Linked DNA regions of Mus musculus: region 2 is linked to region 1. Evidence: chromatin contacts called from public HiChIP or PLAC-seq data. All regions are on one chromosome and are shown on one strand. Each heading gives the region's core, a stretch centred on a gene start, on an enhancer-like site or on the middle of the called end of the contact. The rest is flanking DNA. Distances are from core to core; before and after follow the strand shown.

Region 1 (5,938 bases), core at 1,019-3,518:
CGCCGCCGATGACGATGATAACAGAAAAATTAAGAGGACATGAACATGGGAGGCAGGGATCGGGCAGGGGCATGATCAAGGTACACTGTATATGTGTGTGAAACTGTCAAAGAATAAATAGATGTTTTTTTTTTTGTTTTTTTTTTTTTGTTTTTTTTTTTTTGTTTTGTTTTTTGTTTTTTTTTTTGTTTTTTTGTTTTTTTTTTTTTAATGGTAAGCTACTTGGGAGTCTCCTGTGAAGGTTTCAGATGAACTAGGTAGGGAACTAGCTGGAGTCTGGTTGTATCAAGTGCTCACTAAAAGGCAGCGTGATTATTATATGGAGCTGACCCTTCAGAGCCAGTATCAGTTAATCAATCCTCACAGCAGCCTAGCAAGAGAATCTGTTAACAGCAATATAGAAAAACAGGACCCCCAAGACTCACCCAACACCATCCAACTGGGGGGGGGGCATCAACTGAGCAATTGTACCCGTGCAGTCTTTCTTCACAGTCCAGATGTGCGGCACCATGAGACTAAAGAAGAGGGGGCGGTGGTCAGAGCTGCTGATCTGGCACATAGCTCCCACACCCGAGCCTGCTTCATCTCTGTCAAGTGCCCTGAAATGTCCACAGCTGGGTCTGCTGGGAAGTACCTGTCCCACCACCCTCTCCAAAGAGGCTCCTCCTCCTCCTCCTCCTCCTCCTCTTCCTCCTCTTCCTCCTCCACCTCCTCCTCCTCCTCCCCTCTTCCTCCTCCTCCTCTTCCTCCTGCTCTTCTTCTTCCTCCTCCTCCTCCTCCTCTTCCTCCTCCTGCTCTTCTTCTTCCTCTTCCTCTTCCTCCTCCTCCTCTTCCTCCTCCTCCTCTTCCTCCTCCCCTCTTCCTCCTCCTCCTTCTCTTCCTCCTGCTCTTCTTCTTCTTCTTCCTCTTCCTCCTTCTCCTCTTCTTCCTCTTCCTCCCATCTCTCCAAGGCTCTCACCTCCCTGGGCCTCCCCTCCCATCCTGTTGACCTTGACCCCTCTGGTCCAGGATGAGGTTATATCCTCATCATTCTAGCTTCTCATCTGGATCCCTGCATCCCTGGCCCAGTCTCTTACACAAAGCAGTGTCTGTCATGTACAGAAATGGGTTTCCTCTGATGGAAAGTCTGGGTGGCTGGTCACAATACTCCCTCTGGATGCCAGTCCGGAGAACAGAAGAGGGACCCAAGCCAGCTTGCACAGTGACAGGGAGACACAGGGGGCATCACTCACCCTGTGCCCCAGGAATCGGTCCAGTCAGTGATGTGGATGGCTCTTCTGATAGCCCCTCCTTTCTTTCTCTCCCCTCTTAATTGTCCCCCACAGTGAGGACCTGCCAAGAGGCTGTGTTTAGTCACAGGCAAGGGCTGACACCTCCCAGGGCATCTCAGTGTCTTTTTGGTAAGTCACTCATGCTGGAATTAGAGGGGCTCCTGCCCAGGGCAGCACTACACTCATGATCTATACCCAGCCTGTGACCACACAGCGGCTCTCCCAGACTTCTAGACGGCAGGAGTTGCCTCTGCTTTCCCCGGTGATTCGAACCCCAGAAACTCACAGCCAAGAGGCCTGTTGGAATCCAGTTATTGGCTGTAACTTCTGGCATTGTGGTTCGTTGAGGTCTTGGGCAAATCGCTTCCACTCTTTGTACCTAAGTTTTCCCATATAATTGAATTCCTCAGGACTGAAAGGCATGCATGGGGTGTTTGAGTCCTAAATACCCCTGGGGAGCCACAGGATTTTTCTGTGGGAGCCACAGTTGGGGTACCACCTAAGGCCGTGTGGCTGAGCTTGAGGGAATGGCTGACCCAGAGTTCTTTCTAAGCACTGAAAAGGGAGGAATCAGTGTTGGGGAGGCTGGTGTGCCCTGATTTGGCACCTACAGAATTTGTAGCTTGGTGGCCCCCACTTCTGCCCTAACCATTCTGTAGCTTTGACATTCTGGAGAACAACCCATATCCAGAAAAAGGCTGTTCTGAGCCTAGAGTGCCCTCTAGGACACCCCTGATGCCTAACAGATTTGGTGATGCCTTGTGAACACATAGTGGCTTCAGACCCACAAGACTTCCCAGGCTCCCAGAAGGTCCCAGTGCTGTGAACCTGTTATGGTGGAGTCCGGAGGTGCTTAGAACCTGGTGTTCACACATTGGTGACCCAAGAATCTGATTGTTCTACTGGAAGCAGGGGAGAGCTGCCAGACAGCACACCTTATTCCATTAACAATCCTTGAAATTGGTGGCCTCAGAGAGGGAACGTCTTCATGGTGCGGCACCGCCCTCTGCTGGCCAGAATGGGAAGTACTGTCACACAGTACAGGTGGAGGTGATCTTATGGTGGGCTTTCCCACCTGCTCAGCCTTCACCAGTGGGGACCCTCCAGCTCGCCTGAACCCTGGAGGGATACCGACAGGAATGCTCCTCATAACTCCACATAGAGTCATCTTGTGAGTGGCTGGAGGTGTGACTCAGTTAATAGATTGCCTGCCTATGGAGAGCCCCTGGATTCCATCCCAGCAGTGCATGAGTGGGGTGTGAACATGTGCACCAGTAACCCCAGTATACTCAGAAAGCAGAGGCTGGAGGATTAGAGTACTCAGGTCATCCTTGGCTTGCTTCTTAGGGTGGGATACATGAGACTCGTGTGTGTGTGTGTGTGTGTGTGTGTGTGTGAATCAGCTTGTGAGAATATAGCAGGACTCACAACTTCTAGAAATAGTGATTTCATTAAAATCACTAGGTACCGTGGTGCACACCTTTAATCCCAGCACTTTGGAGGCAGAGGCAGGTATATCTCTGTGAGTCTGAAATTATCAGTCTGGTATATATAGCCAAGTTCCAGGCTAGCCAGAGATTCTTAGCCAGACCCTGGCTCAAAAAAGAAAGAAAGAAAGAAAGAAAGAAAGAAAGAAAGAAAGAAAGAAAGAAAGAAAGAAAGAAAGAAAGAAAGAAAGAAAGAAATTAAAATAGAATCCAAATGGACTCCACTGTACTGGGCTGGCAGAAAGGCCTTTCTTACTAGCTTTGGAAGATGGGAATGTATGGTCTCTTTGCCCAGGCTGTGGTACAGGGAATGAGGAGAGGAGAGGAGGCCTGTTTCAGTCTTCACAGGGCCCACTGTAAGCTCAGGAGGCTGTTTCCTGTGGTGACTGACAGCCCGGGCCTTGGCCCGTGCCCACTCCTGCTCTTGCTGCTCCACCCCACCCCCACCTGTTGCCTGTGGCTACTGAATGTGTCCCTCAAAACTGCTCTGGAGCCTCCTCCTTTCCCAATCCCCTCAAGGTTCTGGGAAATAAAATCAAGAAAGTCAGGGTGCCCAGGGGAAGGACTATGTGAGGGCCACAGCCATGTGGCCATCTCCAAGAAAGTTGCCACCCTTGGCTGGGTTATAGCGTATGTTGTGGGTCAGTGTTGGTTCCTGGACCGAGCGATCTCTGCCCTGAAGCTGAAGCCAGTACACACTGCTCTGACAAGGATCCACTGCTTGCCTCCTTTTGAAGACACATGAGTCTGGATAAGGAGAGCGACATTCTGTTGTTAGATTCAAAGCGTGGGCCAGACATCTCCTCAAAAGCCAGGCTTGGCCACCTGCCTTTAACAGACTCATTAATCAGACATGTAACAGGGAGAAGCAGAGACAAGATATGCATTCAGTGTAGCCATACTGGGAAGAGGAACAAAGAGAGGCAGTGGTACCCACACCCTTCCCAGTTTTATCTTCAGGGTCCTGAAGGGTGTGAGTTATGTACAGAGGTGTGGTCTTGGTCAAATTATGGTCCCTCATCATCACCGCCCCAGTCTCCTCTGTAAGGTGGTCTCTGGAGCTGGTTATCCCCTCTACCTTTTCCTGGGTTCTGGACATTGAACTCAGGTCATCAGGTTTGTGTGTCAAGTGCCTTATCACTGGGCCATCCTACCAGCCCCAAGTGGCTAGACAAGTGTCAGCAGTGTGAAATCTCCCTTGGGATTGGTCCCAAGGATCCAGCCTTTCCTTCTGCCAGCAGGAGACACCTGAGGAAATTCCACTCCCGGTGGACTACTGCCTCAATGGTCTTGACACTGGAGGGAGAGACTCAAGTGTTCCTTTAGAATATTCACATTCATGTCAGGATGGTAATAGTGTGACCTTCCCAAATGAGTAAGGGTCACTTGCCCAGGAGGTGGTCACAGAGTTGATCCTTTTTGTCCTGTAATTATAATTACATAGAGAGCCTTATGGTCACTGTGGCTGCCAGGTCAATAATCCTGGATTTTTGACTCTCTGACCAAAAGGTACTGCATGTCCAAGATCACCAGTTCCCAGAAGGTGGCCTCTTGGCCTGCTGGAGGCAGTTCATGTTGTCTTCAAGAGCCCTCTTCTACCTAGGGAAGTATGACTGTGCCCATTATGAACAACTGAAACTTCCACATTATGTTTAGAAATGATCTCTGTGTTAAATATTGTTAACATACTAAAGATAGAAAGATTGCTGATGCTTCTAATTAATTAATGTGTGTGTGTGCGTGCGTGCGTGCGCGCGCGCGTACGTGCAGGTACAGAGGCCAGAGGACTTTCACACTGGCCTGGCACTCACCAAGTAGGCCCGACTGGCTGGCAAGTGACCCCCAGAGAGCCACCTGTCTCTCCATTTCTGGGACTATTAGAGTCAATGCATTATCAAGCTTTTTTTTTTTTTTTTTTTTTTTTTTTTTTTTTTTTTTAATGTGGTTTCTGAGGCTGGAGAGATGGCTCAGTGGTTAAGAGCACTAACAGTTCTTCCAGAGGTACTGAGTTCAATTCCCAGCAATCACATGATGGCTTGCAACCATCTGCAATGGGGTCTAATGCCCTCTTCTGGTGTGTCTGAATACAGCGACAGTGTGTGCACTCATATACATAAAATAAATCAATCTTTTTTTAACAAGTGGATTCTAGGAGATGGAACTCAGGTCTCCATGCTTCTGAAGCAAGCGCTTTACTGACCGAGCCATCTCCCCAGCGCTGATATCTTCCAGTTTAAATGGGTAAAGTTTAGACCTGTAATTTTAAGGGGGAAAGAAAGAAAACTTGACTCATTTTTGTGCCCCTCCTTGGGCGTTAGGGGAAACTGGTGCCTCACTGCAGAGATAAGTTTTGTTTCCTAGATTTACAGCTGAATGCTTGCAGGATTTTGCTTGCTAAGGTTGTGGTTTGCTTTGTTTGACAACTAAAGTACTTATAAAGGAGAGGCAATGTGCTAAATTTATAATGCAGTTCAAAGTGTTTAAGGGAACGTAATGAATTACATTTGCAAATGATCTCTAAGGGATCCCGATGTCTTCAAGATGAGCTAATAGCTCGTTAACCAGAGAACATTGAAGCTCATTGTTCTCAGACTTCTGATTATAAACAGAATAACGAGATTTGCAGAGAGCGCAGCAGCTCCGGTGTAATGGAATCACTTGTCCTTTAATGAATGTGTCGTTAGCTTTAAGGCCTAGTCCTTTCTGGATTCACCTCGGATATGAGAAAACAATTCTCACAGCTATGAAGACTAAAGGCCATTGTGGTGAAACCCTTTACCCTAAAGACCTCACCCCGTTCTCCATGACAAGGGAGAAGCTTAGGAGCGTAGGGACTTGCACAGCTGTGCAGGTACTCAAGCCAGACTTGCTTGAGTTTGGGCCCTTGATTCCAGATGGTCCATGGGTCTTGTTTCTTGAGTTCGCATTGGAGCTCCCCAGAGAGCAGCTGACATGTTCTAACATCTGCACCCCTTCTTTGGTACCCTCAGGGGATTGGTTCCTGGATTCCTGGAGATGCTGAGGTCTACACACAGATGTCTTAGGTCGCGTTTCCCATACCTACATTTATGACGTTACACTCACTTCTTTGCTTTTCAATTGTTATGCTTTGTAAACATTTCTTGCATTCATTTGCTTTGTGTATGTGGGAGGGTAGCGAGCTAGTGGGGGTCAGTTCTC
Region 2 (6,033 bases), core at 1,525-4,024, 210 kb after region 1:
TCGAGACTCAGTTGTGTCATGTGATTTTTTTTCCCTGGAAACAGTCTTATGAGAGGATGTTTTTTCCTGAAGCAGACACAGGGGAGGATGTTTTACTAAGAACAGACATGTGGTGTTTTTCTGGAAGCAGCCAGAAAAAGGGGCATGTGATGTTTTGCTAGAGTGGATGCTTGAGAGAACATGCGATGTTTGGGAAGGATATAAGTATGACCCAATAGACAGTGGACGATGCTGGATGGTATTAGTATGCCTTACCATTCTTTGCTAGTTGTTTGTCATGTCAGAAACACACCAGTAAACTTCCAGTGGTGTTCTGGTGGCTTCTTGATGCTTCTGTGAATTCGGACAGTTTGGCAGAGCCTCCCGGGTTTCTTCTGATTTGTGAATGGTGTTTTCGAGTGGATCAATGCTGATTCGTATGAACTGAGAGGCTGATATCCTGACACTGCAGATTGGATTTGCTCCAAAGAACTATTTCTAAGCAGGTCCATATCCTCCTTTGCCCTATTAACCTTTCCTTTCCACTACCTCTGGTGGGTGGTGGCCTAGAAGGGAGGTTAAAGTGTTTACAAACCCTTATTAAAAGTAGGTTTTGAGAAATCAAAGCCTACAATATCCACCCCATGGGTGATTGTGTGGTAAGGTTTTCAGTCTTGTACATTTGCATCCAGATGATCCTTTGTTGTTAAGACTATACTTTAATTACAGCAGCATTGGACTTGTACCCTCCAGATGCCAGTAGCATCTCTTTACAGTTGTGACAAAAATATCTTTAGACATTGACAAAAGTTCCAAGTGTGCATGGGAAGGAGTACAATATGCCCCTAGTGGAGGACCACTCAGTGTACAGGTAATATAGGTGAGCACCTATAGTTGTGCTGATATGGCTAAAGTAGACTTTAGGAACACTTACTAATTACCATTTTATACATAAAATACAGAAGGGCCAAGCAACTCCCTCAGTGTTACATTTGTGAGATGAGAGAACTTGATTCTGTCCTCAGCGCCAGCTGTCTTGCCTGCTGTCCTTGAGGATTGGCTGGCTCTACTCACTGTAATGTCAGGGGCTGGGGAGATGGCTCAGCCATTAAAGTCACAGCAAACATATGGACCCAAGTTATCAAGCATTCATGTAAAAGTAACCAATGTTGAACGCTGGGCTCAGGGAGACACTGTCTCAGAATCTAGATGGAAAGTAACTGAGCATTGACCCTCAGCATTGACGTCTGGCCTCCACACACAAGTGTGCATGTACCAACACACAAATAGGTACATCATACCCATCCACCTTGTGAAACAAACAGAGTCCTGAGTAAGGGCCGTTCAGTGTAACCCAGTGAGACCAGTGGTGTCTGAGACCCTCACATATATACCTCAGCCCCAAACTGGCTGAGGCTCCTGTGACAACAGCACAGTGGACAGCTGATCTAGAAAGCAGCACCAGGCAGGGCCAGCAGGTCTTCCTCATATAGATACTCAAACTTGCTAGAAATATAGAGGCACATGTGGCTGGGCCAGGATGAGGCATCTGTATGTTCACGATGAAGCCAGGAAGTGGGAGGTGTGGAGGAGCGCAAACTGCGGTGGGGAAGCAGTGACTGAGTCATGATTTTTTCCCAGCTTCCTCTTCTGGCCTCTGAGCATGCACTCAGCTATTCTCTTTCCTCCCCATGAAACCAGCAGTTTGGTCCTACCTGGATAAGTATATGGTGTGTGTTCACATGCCCTCTGGGTACCATAACCTTTGGCTAGAAATAAGGCAGAATTGCCTGGTGAGATGTTTGGAATGCTGCATTGCTAGCTCCATGAGAATAGGGTCTGTATGGTTCGCACAAGTGGAGATTGGAGTGGGATGGATGCAGGATGGGAGGAAACTGGGAGTGGGCACTTTGTGTGAGATTTGGGTACAGGGAAGTGGCAGCAAATACCACTGATTCATACAGAACACCGCAGAGCCTTCAGTGACACCTCAGACCTGCACTCAGCCTCCCTGGCACTCACAGGACAGAGGCACCTGGAGAACCAGAAGGATGAGTGTCTCTGGACATCTGGGTCTTTTTAATTTGCTGTACTGGGGCTGGGCCCAGGCCCTTGGAAAGAGACTCTCCCAGAGCTGGACCCCCAGCCCTGGGTTCTTTCTTTGTCAAGATGGTCTTGATTTCATTATGGAGACCAGGAGGTTGTTAAACTTGAGGTCCTCCTGCCTCAGCCTCCCAAGTGCTGGAACTACAGGCGCATGTCTCCAAGTCAAAGCATCACTGTTTTGATGGAAACTTCTACTGGCTGGCCAAGCATCCCCTCCCTTTGGTCCTGTTGCTATCCTCCTGGGAGGAACTCTGAAAGGTGCACAGGCAGCTTCCATAATGTGCTGACTCAGGAGCTTCCTGGCACCTATCTTCTGCCAGGCCTCATGTGTGTTAGATCACTGCAGCTTCCTTTGAGCAATCTCTAGAGTCCCTGCAGACATTAGCTATTTAGAGCTCACTGGAGGACTGAGGGCCAGTGACTTACTTCCCACATCACCTCACACTCAAGTGAAGTTAGCTTTAAGTCACAGTACTGCGGGTGAACTAAGCTTGTGGTTTGACTCTTGCTGTATACTCTTTTCTGAAGCTCATTTCATATCCGGGGTGTACCCAAGGCCACTCTTATCTCAATCCTGGAGTGCGGTTCTATAATCAGCTTTCTAAAATGTTCCGCAGGTGCTGGGGAGGGTAGAGCAGAACACTCATCTCGCACATGCAGCCCCGGGCTCAATCTTTAGTGCTGAAGGGGTGGTGGTGGTTTACGACTCCACCCCAGGGAGGTAAGTAGGAGAGAGCATACTTATTGTTTCTGATCTCGAGCCTGCTCACTTCCTTTTTGCTGGGCTATTTTTACAGGATTACTCACTTGCTTTGGTGTTTCTCTGTTCAGAATCCTTTGAGGTTGGTCTCCCTGTCATGTTACGGCAGTAGGCTGGGGAATATTCTCAGGACTGCAAATGTTCTTTCTTTGAAGCTATTTCAAAACAGGCACAGTAGACCCAAGCTAAATGTGAAACAGCTGGGTGGGTGGGTGGAGGAAGGATGCCACCACTCCAGGCTCCAGTACAGGTCAGAGGTCTGGCATAAGTGTGGTCACATTAATGTTTACATTCAGGGTTTGCTCCTTTAGCTCTATGCTCTTCAGTTCCAGGTAAGATTGACTGCAGGAAGTCACACACCCACCTAGGCTCTGGACGCCACAGCTTCCAGACTACCTTGATATTTCCTACAAGAATCCCCTCTCCACTCTAGTGTAAGAAGAAAGTGAGTAAGTAGTCACCCTGCCTTTTCACCCAAAGAATGAATGCCCTATCTATCCTGCAGGCTGCGTCCTCAGGGCAGGGTTTTCTGGGACCCCTTCTGTCTGCTTCCCTTAGAGGCTGTGACAGTCTTCTATGCCATGTCCTGCAGTCTGTTTTGAGGTGCTGGCTTTCTTGGGTATACACAGGATAGGTTCCATCATGAGCCTGAAGGAGACTGCAGAATCTCTTCTGGCATGGTAACCTTTAGGCCAGCCCATTTCTGAAGTCACCGCAGTCTTCTTACCCGACTAAGGTAACACAAATTCTCCCCACAGCCTTCCACAGTTCTGTGCTTCTGGCCATGGGTAGGATTCAGAGGTGAAGACTGGGAGTTGGGGGCAGGGGGCACAGTCTGCCCTTACAATGCCAGATAAAAGTAGGAAGAGGAGCCTGAAATCTGTGCCAAGAAAATACTAATTACCAGATGCAGAAACCATAAATGAAGGGAAAGATTAAAAACTTAAGTCTTGATTATCTTCTAACAGCCAGTTCCAGCCATGTTTATTACTCAGCCCACGCTGGAATAACAGTGGACAAAAATAGAAACGGTCTGGCTTCATAAAGCCTCTGTCTTTTCTGTCCAGCCAGGGAACCTGACTGCATGGCTCAAAGACCCCAACAGTACAGGGCCTGGGGGTGACTAGGGGCTCTGACATCCAGCTGAGTGTAGAGGCAGGAAGGTCAAGCTACGTGGCCTTGCTGAATAGCCCCAGTAGGAAACTTTAGGCTGTGGGGTAGGGAGCTGCTGCGGTCCCAGAGAGATGTCTTGGCTGTGGGAGTGTTCTGGTCTGGTGTATGCAGCCATACAGCAATGGCAGTGTGGCGGGGGCCTTGTGCCATTGACTCAGGCCCAGGAAAGCAGCCCTGAGTGGAGCCTCTTTGAGGACTCTCCTTTGGTAGCTGCAGCAGGGAGGGACAGGCACATGGAGCAGGTTTCATGCCCTTTCTGGATCTTCAGGAACCCCTGGGAATGTTTCCTTAGCCACTAGCATACGCACAGCAACGGTGGCACCTGGGATTCCCAACAGCAAATGTGGCTCACGGTGATCTTCCCACTGTGTAGTCCTGGGTCTTGTTAGGATCCTGGCTGGGGCCTCTGGGAGCAAAAGTCGAGCAACAGCCATCTCTGAGGGCTTGGGAAGCCTTGCTCCTGATCCCGAGATGAGAAAGGCTAGGTAGGAGGAGCCTTTTCTGAGGGAAGCCGGCCCAGCTCAGGCCATCTGCTTTCCGGACCCCAAGGCTACTGCTTTGCTATGTCACTCTGTACTGTCAGCTGTGCCCACCCCCAGGTCCTCCAGGCTGGGCAGACAATGCTGCTATCTTAGGGGCTGCTTGAGCTCAAACAGGCCTGTCCCGCCTTTGACAACCTTTCCCACCACGAGGCAGGCGGAAGGTGACTTGAGTTCATCATGGGATCCTATGTAAGACAGAAAGAGCTTGTGTTAGGGGTCTGGGGGAGGTGTGGGGGACTGAGGGCTCAGTGCTGAGGCTGTGTGGTGGTACCTGTTAGCCGGAGATAACACCCTCCCATCCCCCCACCCCCGTGGACTCATGCTATGGCACTGTATTTAAGTTTGGAAGAGGAGCTCTCTCTTTATTCCATCAGAATGCAGACATTTACTGTCGGCTGCCTCTCCACTTCTGATTCCAAGATCTCACTGCATGCAAGGGGTGAGACAAGCCCATCTGCCCAGGGAAGGCCCAAGTCACTGCCCACACTCACCCATCATGGTGGCCTGTTTCAGAAACTGGAAGCTGGTTTCAAATGTCATCTGCTGCAAAGGGGAGGAGCTTGACTGGATCCCAAAGCGATTGAGTGGCTTATAAACCCCCTCAAAACACATGTAATCAGCCACCAGGGAGAGATGGCGAGGATCAACTGCAATGCCTGTCACAGGGGCAGAACATTAGGAAGGTTAAACAGAGACAAGGCAAACTTGAGGGAGCATCCTCTGACACAGGCAGGCTACAGTGAGACCCTGGATCTCTCTCAGCTCCCCCACCTCCTCATCCAGCCGTGAAAGCCCTACACCTGGCCCAGGGACTGCCCTGATCCCTTCATCTTGCTCATCATGTCCATGTAGCAAGCAACACAGGATAATGAGACTCTGCCTAAGTGTCCTGTTTCTACCTGGGATCTAGACCCTTGAAGGGCCAAAGCCATCCATCATGAACTTTACAAAGACATCAGTAACAGGGACGCTACTTCAAGAGTCAAAGCCACCATCTTCCACACTCCCTCATGGTGACTCTCAAATGACTGTAGACTCAGCAACCATGCCTCTGTTCCCACCAAAATGAAGGGCTAACCACCTCAGTTCACTTGCCCTAGCCTGCAGGTACTCCGACTAGGCCAGGTATGCTGTCATGCTCCGCTTACCATACACAGCAAACACATCTTTAATCTCCTTCTCTATCACCCGCAACGCAGCCTCGATGCCATAAGTATTGGCCATGGCGTGGATGTCATTGGAGTAGAGGCGGCGCAGGTCCAGTATCTGGACAAGGGAAGAAGGGACGGACTTAAGTAAGTGTCCCATTGCCAGCTTTGTCCTGTGTGCATGTCCCCAGTATTCTCTCCTCGCCTTGTGCCCAGTGGCTGGGGCCAGCTGGTGCCAAGTGTGTGGAGACAGCAAGGATGAGCGAGGACAGTTGCTGCACACCAGCCAGGGTCCTACACTGTCTTGCTTTTGTGACCAGTATAA

Evidence for each region. HiChIP or PLAC-seq counts read pairs in DNA pulled down with a chosen protein or histone mark.
Region 2: a contact with region 1 is called in an HNF4G HiChIP or PLAC-seq map of pancreatic cancer cells. The contact joins two enhancer-like sites. A contact is called at or near these places in 3 of 484 Hi-C or Micro-C datasets (embryonic fibroblasts, embryonic stem cells and nephron progenitors) and 4 of 115 datasets of contacts at active chromatin or transcription factors (the NIH/3T3 cell line, embryonic stem cells and pancreatic cancer cells).

What each region holds. Positions count from the first base shown.
Region 1 is chr6:72,182,416-72,188,353 of GRCm38.p6, reverse strand. No RefSeq gene overlaps it. Among named protein-coding and RNA genes, the nearest start is that of Gm38832, 23 kb to the right of the region's middle. Within about 2 kb of position 2,268, at least 22 of the 459 cell types and tissues checked have an H3K27ac peak or open chromatin away from gene starts, as enhancers often do. A contact at or near this core is called in pancreatic cancer cells, where this site is marked.
Region 2 is chr6:71,977,127-71,983,159 of GRCm38.p6, reverse strand. Polr1a (polymerase (RNA) I polypeptide A) reads right to left here. Exons shown (of 34, transcript NM_009088.3): 32 at 5,709-5,826; 33 at 5,052-5,216; 34 at 3,800-4,745. The coding sequence ends at 4,645. Among named protein-coding and RNA genes, the nearest start is that of Gm26628, 16 kb to the right of the region's middle. Within about 2 kb of position 2,774, at least 153 of the 459 cell types and tissues checked have an H3K27ac peak or open chromatin away from gene starts, as enhancers often do. A contact at or near this core is called in pancreatic cancer cells, where this site is marked.